Linked DNA regions of Pan troglodytes: region 1 is linked to region 2. The links are chromatin contacts, called in public HiChIP or PLAC-seq maps. All regions are on one chromosome and are shown on one strand. The core of a region is the stretch at or near the end of the contact, and the rest is flanking DNA. Distances in the headings are between cores, read along the strand shown.

Region 1 (2,700 bases), core at 100-2,599, 120 kb before region 2:
CGCCTCTGGCCTCCAGGAACGGCCCCCGGGGGCAGGGCCGGGCACCGCCCCCGGCACCTGCCAGGAGGACTCCCGCCCCGCCCTGGCCCCGCCCTCGGGACAAGGGGCGCCTCGGTTGGGCACTCAGTTTCATCAGCTAGCGCGCCCAGTCACCTCAGGGCACGGGACTTCTTGGAAGAGGGCTTCCTTAGACCCGGCCCCGCTCTCTGGGGGGCCATTCTGGGTGCTGGGTTCTACTGAGCGCACCCTGGCACTTTTTCAGAGCCATGTCCCCGTCATCGTCCGGGAGACTGGGCCCAGCAGCGCGTCGGACTGGGGTTCTGAACCACTAGCCGCTTGGTGAGGTGTCCCCCGAAGCCGTCTTTTCGGGACCCGGGCAGCCCCGCTTGGTCGTGCCAGCCGGCAGGCAGCGACTCCTCAGGCCTCTGGGCCCTCCCTCCGATCCAGCCTTGCAGCGCACAGCTCCGGCCCGAGGGGGCGCCAGGAGCCGCCTTACTGGCCGCTGGGGTCTCCCTACCAATGCTTGGGCTCAGCGAGGTTCCCAGCCGCGCACCACTGCCCCCACGCCAAGCCGAGAAGCGGCTTCCCTTCTCCTCCCGGAAAAATCCGGGAGGTGTCCGCTGCCAAGGGCACTCCCGGATTGAGGGAGGAGGGAGAGACGGACACAGTGCGCCGTGGGCGCAGCTTAGCGGTTGCAGTTGAAAGGCGGTCACCTTGGGCCCGGGCGCCTGGGGAGGCCCAGACAGGAAACAGGAGGCGTCCAGGGTAGGGGGAAAGAGCAGCTGGGGCCGGATCATGCGGTTCAAGGGCAGGATCGATGCCCTTGCGCGGGCCACCCTCCCCTAGGGACGTTTTCCACTTTCCCCCTAATGGAAGCAGACTCTTCCCAGAACCTGCCCCCAACCCCACCATTCTGGGGTGCCCAGAAGGAAAAATACAGTTACCGGCCGGGCACGGAGGCTCATGCCCGTGATGCCAGCACTTTGGGAGGCCGAGGCGGGAGGATCACCTGAGGTCAGGAGTTCGAAACCAGCCTGGCCAGCATGGCCAAACCCCGTCTCTACTAAAAATACAAAAAAAAAAAATTAGCCAGGCCTGGTGGTGGGCGCCTGTAATCCCAGCTATTCGGGAAGCTGAGGTGGGAGAATCACTTGAACCTGGGAGGTGGAGGTTACAGTGAGCCAAGATCACGCCACTGCACTCTAGCCTAGGCAGCAAGAGCAAAACTCTGTCTCAAAATAAATAAATAAATAAATAAGCTGTATACTTCTGGGAAAAAGTTTTCTTTATAGCACCTTCCCCACTGCATCATCTCCTGGTCCTTCCTCCAGCCATGCCAACTGGGCTGGGTTCTTGGCCCCCTTTCACGGGAACATTTTTTTCTTTTTCTTTTTCTTTTCTTTCTTTCTTTTTTCTTTTTCTTTTTTTTTTTTTTTTTTTTTTGCCGGTCTCAGTCTTTAATCGTGGCAGGGCCTTACGCACGCGCGCACATACACACACTCAGGCTTCAGATCTTGTTGAAAGCTGCGATATCGACACTCTGCACGTGCTCCTCAAATTTAGTGATCTCCTCCTCCAGCAAGTCTGTCCCCACCTTGTCGTCCTCCACCACACACTGAATCTGTAGCTTCCGGATACCGTAGCCCACGGGCACCAGCTTGGAGGTCCCCCAGACCAGCCCGTCCAGCTCGATAGAGCGCACACAGGCCTCCAGCTGGGCCATGTCCGTCTCATCGTCCCAAAGCTTGACATCCAGCAGGATGGAGGACTTGGCCACTAGTGCAGGCTTCTTGGCCTTCTTCTCCGCGTACTGCCGTAGCCACTCCTCCCGCAGCTGTGCCGCCTCCTTGTCCTCCTCCTCATTGTCGCTGCCAAACAGGTCAATGTCATCATCCTCGTCATCCTCTGCTGGTGTGGCTGGCTTCTTGGCCGGGGACTCCACTTGGCGCATGGGAGACACGTGCTGGGTCTGCGGGGCCGTGGCCCGGTGGCCAGGCGAGCTCTTCTCCAGCACGTTCAGCTGGGCCTCCAGCTTGGAGATGGCCTGCTGCAGCTCCTGTACCACGCCACGCAGGCTCTGGTTCTCCACTTCCAGACTGGCGATCCGGACAACGAGCTCGCTGTGGTCTCCGCTGGGGCCACTGGAGGCCCCGGGGCCTGAGCTTCCAGCCAGGGATTTCTGGATGTTCTCTCTGGCTCTCACAATGTCATGGAGGATCACGCTGGCACCGTTCTCCTGGCGGGAGGCACCTGCCACAGGCCCGTTCATCTGCTGGTAGAATCTCCTTTCTGCGTCGTCATATTTGAACTTGTCAAACCAGATCTTCTCATGTGCTAGGAAGTTTGTAGCCATTTTTCTGACGCCAGCCAAGGACGCGGCGACCAAGGAGGAGGAATCGGCGGACGCGGGAAGATTGATGAAAGGGCTCTTTTTCTTTTTTGAGACGAAGTCTCACTCGGTTGCCCAGGCTGGAGTGCAGTGGTGTGATCTTGGCTCACTGCAACCTCCGCCTCCCGGGTTCAAGCGATTCTCCTGCTTCAGCCTCTGGAGTAGCTGATATTACAGGCGTGTGCCACCACGCCCAGCTAATTTTTTTGTAGTTTTAGTAGAGACAGGGTTTCACCATGTTGGCCAGGCTGGTCTCGAACTCCTGACCTCATGATCTGCCCGCCTCAGCCTCCCAAAGTGCTGGGATTACA
Region 2 (2,730 bases), core at 127-2,626:
AAATGACCCAACGCCCCCTTCCCAATTAACTACCGCCTTCCAACGGAATCCAAGGGAATCCCTCATCCCCAAAACTTCACCGCGGAAGGATCTGCGGGGACTGACAGGCAGAAGCCAGGCACAGGGATATCCGAACAGCCTCAGTCTTGCTACCCAGGCTGACTGGGGAGACACAACTCTGCCTTCAAGACATTCCAATCTGATGGGAAGAGTCCTGTCTGGGAAGCTCCCTGTCTGATGGGAGACAGCCCTGTCCACATGGAGGTCTCAGTCTGACGGAGGAAACAGCCCGGCCAGCCAGGCCCAGGCCGACAGGGGAGACACAGTCCCTGCCCAAGGAGCTTCCAAGCTAAGGGCGGAACCACAGCCAAGCCCAGGGAGCTCCCAGGCTAAGGGCGGAGACTGTCCCAGCCCAGGGAGCTCCCAGTCAAAAGGGGGAGACACAGCACTGCCCTTACAAAGCTACCAGCCTCACGGAGAAGGCGCAGTCCCTGTCCACAGAGACACAGCCTTGCCCCAGTTACTGCCCACCTGCAAGAGATCCACATTTCTGCCCTCCAGAGCTCCCAAACTGATGGGGGAGAGAGACATCATCCCCCAGCTCTGGGAGTTTCCAGTCTGATGGAGGAGACAGAGCCTGCTTAGGTAACTCTCACTCTGCGGGGGAAGACTCAGCCCTATCCAGGGAGCTCCCACACTTTCAATGGGGAGGCCCACCCAGGTACTGGAACTCCCAGCTCATGTGTGGTCGGGGCTCGGGCAGGGAGAGGAACATCAGGCGGAGGAAGCCCAAAGCCAGCGGCAGGGGCTCTGCAAAGGGGGCGGGAAGGTTCCATTATGAAGCAACCATGGGAGCAGAGCTTTGAAAAGCCTGGATCGCCCCCTTCCTCCTGATTCTCCCTGCGGCCTCTGGGGTCGCCTCCCTCCGAGCCCCCTCCCTGGGGCCCCGCCCCCAACCCCCTCCATCCCAGCCCCTTTGCCGGTCACCCGACACAACCACCTGCATCCAGGCCCCCGACTGAGCCCCCTCCATCCAAGCCATCTCCCCCGGGCCCCGCCCAGGCCCTGCATCCGAGCCCCCTCCCCTGGGGCCCCGCCCCCAACCCCTCACCCCGCGAACGCCCTCCTCCCTCCGCCTCCCTCGTCCCTACTCCCCACCCTCCGGCGCGCTCCCCACTCCGGCTCCAGGCCTCACCTTGACCCGCTCCAGCTGCTTGAGGACGTGCTCCCGCCGCCGCCCTGCTGCCCGCTTCCCTCCGGCTCCCCCGGGGCCGCCGCCGCCGCTCCCAGCCCCGCTGTTCCGCTCCGATTTCGAGCTGGGCGCCATTTTCACCCCCTCCCTCCACTTCCGGAGCAACCGGCCCCTTCGCCCCACCCCTGCAGCCTCCTCATTGGTCCTTTTTCGGGACAGCGGCCCGCCGGTTGGGCGAAAGCCCGCACTCGCGCTATGTCTGTCCATCAAAGCCATCTCGACTCTTGATTGGTAGCGACAGTAACAGCCCCCGCGGCCGGTTGCCGTATTCCCGCCCCGCCTTAAGGACGTACCACTCGGAGGTCCCGTTTGTTCGCCCAGCCCAGATAACTTTGATCTGATAGGTGAATATCTCTGTCTGTCTCAACGGCGTCACGCCCCCCGTGGCTGGCGGGTTTCCATGGAGACCACAGGCGGTCCAGGCCCTTGGGCGGGGCGACGGGAGCCTGTGGTCCACCAAGGCTCGAGAATCCTCAGCTCCGGGCCGCCCGCGCCCGGTCCAGGTGGGCAAAGGCCTGACGAGCATACTTGGGCGGCAGAGCCAGGCCGAGGAAAGAGATTTACAAAAAAGGAAAAAACGATGGGATTCGATGAAAGCTTGTTTCCGATGGGCGGGTTGGTGGGATGATGGTGGTGATAATGATAGCATCAATCATGGATCGCTCCACATGTGACACGGTTCTGAGCTTAAACAGTTCGATGTGGCAGGGCCCTGTTGTGCCAATTATGCAGATCATGGCAATAAAAATAATTGTTGAAGGTCCGCTCCGTGCATCATATTCATATACATTACCTCATTTATTTTATTTTTTTAGACAGAGTCTCACTTTGTCACCCAGGCTGGAGTGCAGTGGCGTGATCACGGTTCACTGCAGCCTCGACCCCGGGCTCAGATGATCCTCTCACCTCAGCCTCTCATGTAGCTAGGACTACAGGCGTGCGCCACCACGCCCGCCTAATTTTTTGTATTTTTAGTAGAGACGAGGTTTCACTATGTTGGCCAGGCTGGTTGCGAACTCCTGACCTCAGGTGATCCGCCCGCCTAGGCCTCCCAAAGTGCTGGAATTACGGGCATAAGCCACCGCGCCCGGCCTAATTTTTTGTATTTTTTGTAGGGACGGAGTTTCACCAAGTTGTCCAGGCTGGTCTCCAACACCTGGGCTCAAGTGATCCTCCCACCTCTGCTTCCCAAAGTGTTGGGAGGACAGGTGTGAGCCCCCACCCCTGGCCAGCCCATTCAATCCTCTGAACAATCTAGAAGATAGGTTTTTTTAATTATCTTCATTAAAAAAATTTTTTTTGTAGAGATGGGGTCTCACTATGTTGCCCAGGCTGCTCGAAAACTCCTGACCTCAAGGGATCATCCCATCTTGGCCTCCCAAAGTGCTGGGATTACAGGCATAAACCACTGTGCCCAGCTGATTTCAAGGGTTTTAGGAGTTATGTACTAGAAAACCTAAGACCAAAATATGGTTTTT

The links. HiChIP or PLAC-seq counts read pairs in DNA pulled down with a chosen protein or histone mark.
Region 1: a contact with region 2 is called in an H3K4me3 HiChIP or PLAC-seq map of stem cell-derived excitatory neurons, with 2.6 times the contacts expected there. The contact joins the promoter of MISP3 here to the promoter of DCAF15 in region 2. A contact is called at or near these places in 1 of 7 Hi-C or Micro-C datasets (stem cell-derived neural progenitor cells) and 1 of 1 datasets of contacts at active chromatin or transcription factors (stem cell-derived excitatory neurons).

Annotation. Positions count from the first base shown.
Region 1 is chr20:16,766,298-16,768,997 of NHGRI_mPanTro3-v2.0_pri, reverse strand. It overlaps MISP3 (MISP family member 3), which reads right to left and starts at 1,349. Exons shown (of 2, transcript XM_063800580.1): 1 at 1-1,349. LOC455775 (elongation factor 1-delta) reads right to left here and starts at 2,452. Exons shown (of 1, transcript XM_009434877.5): 1 at 1,376-2,452. The coding sequence starts at 2,353. The coding sequence ends at 1,508.
Region 2 is chr20:16,644,825-16,647,554 of NHGRI_mPanTro3-v2.0_pri, reverse strand. DCAF15 (DDB1 and CUL4 associated factor 15) reads right to left here and starts at 1,376. Exons shown (of 13, transcript XM_016935277.4): 1 at 1,196-1,376. The coding sequence starts at 1,327.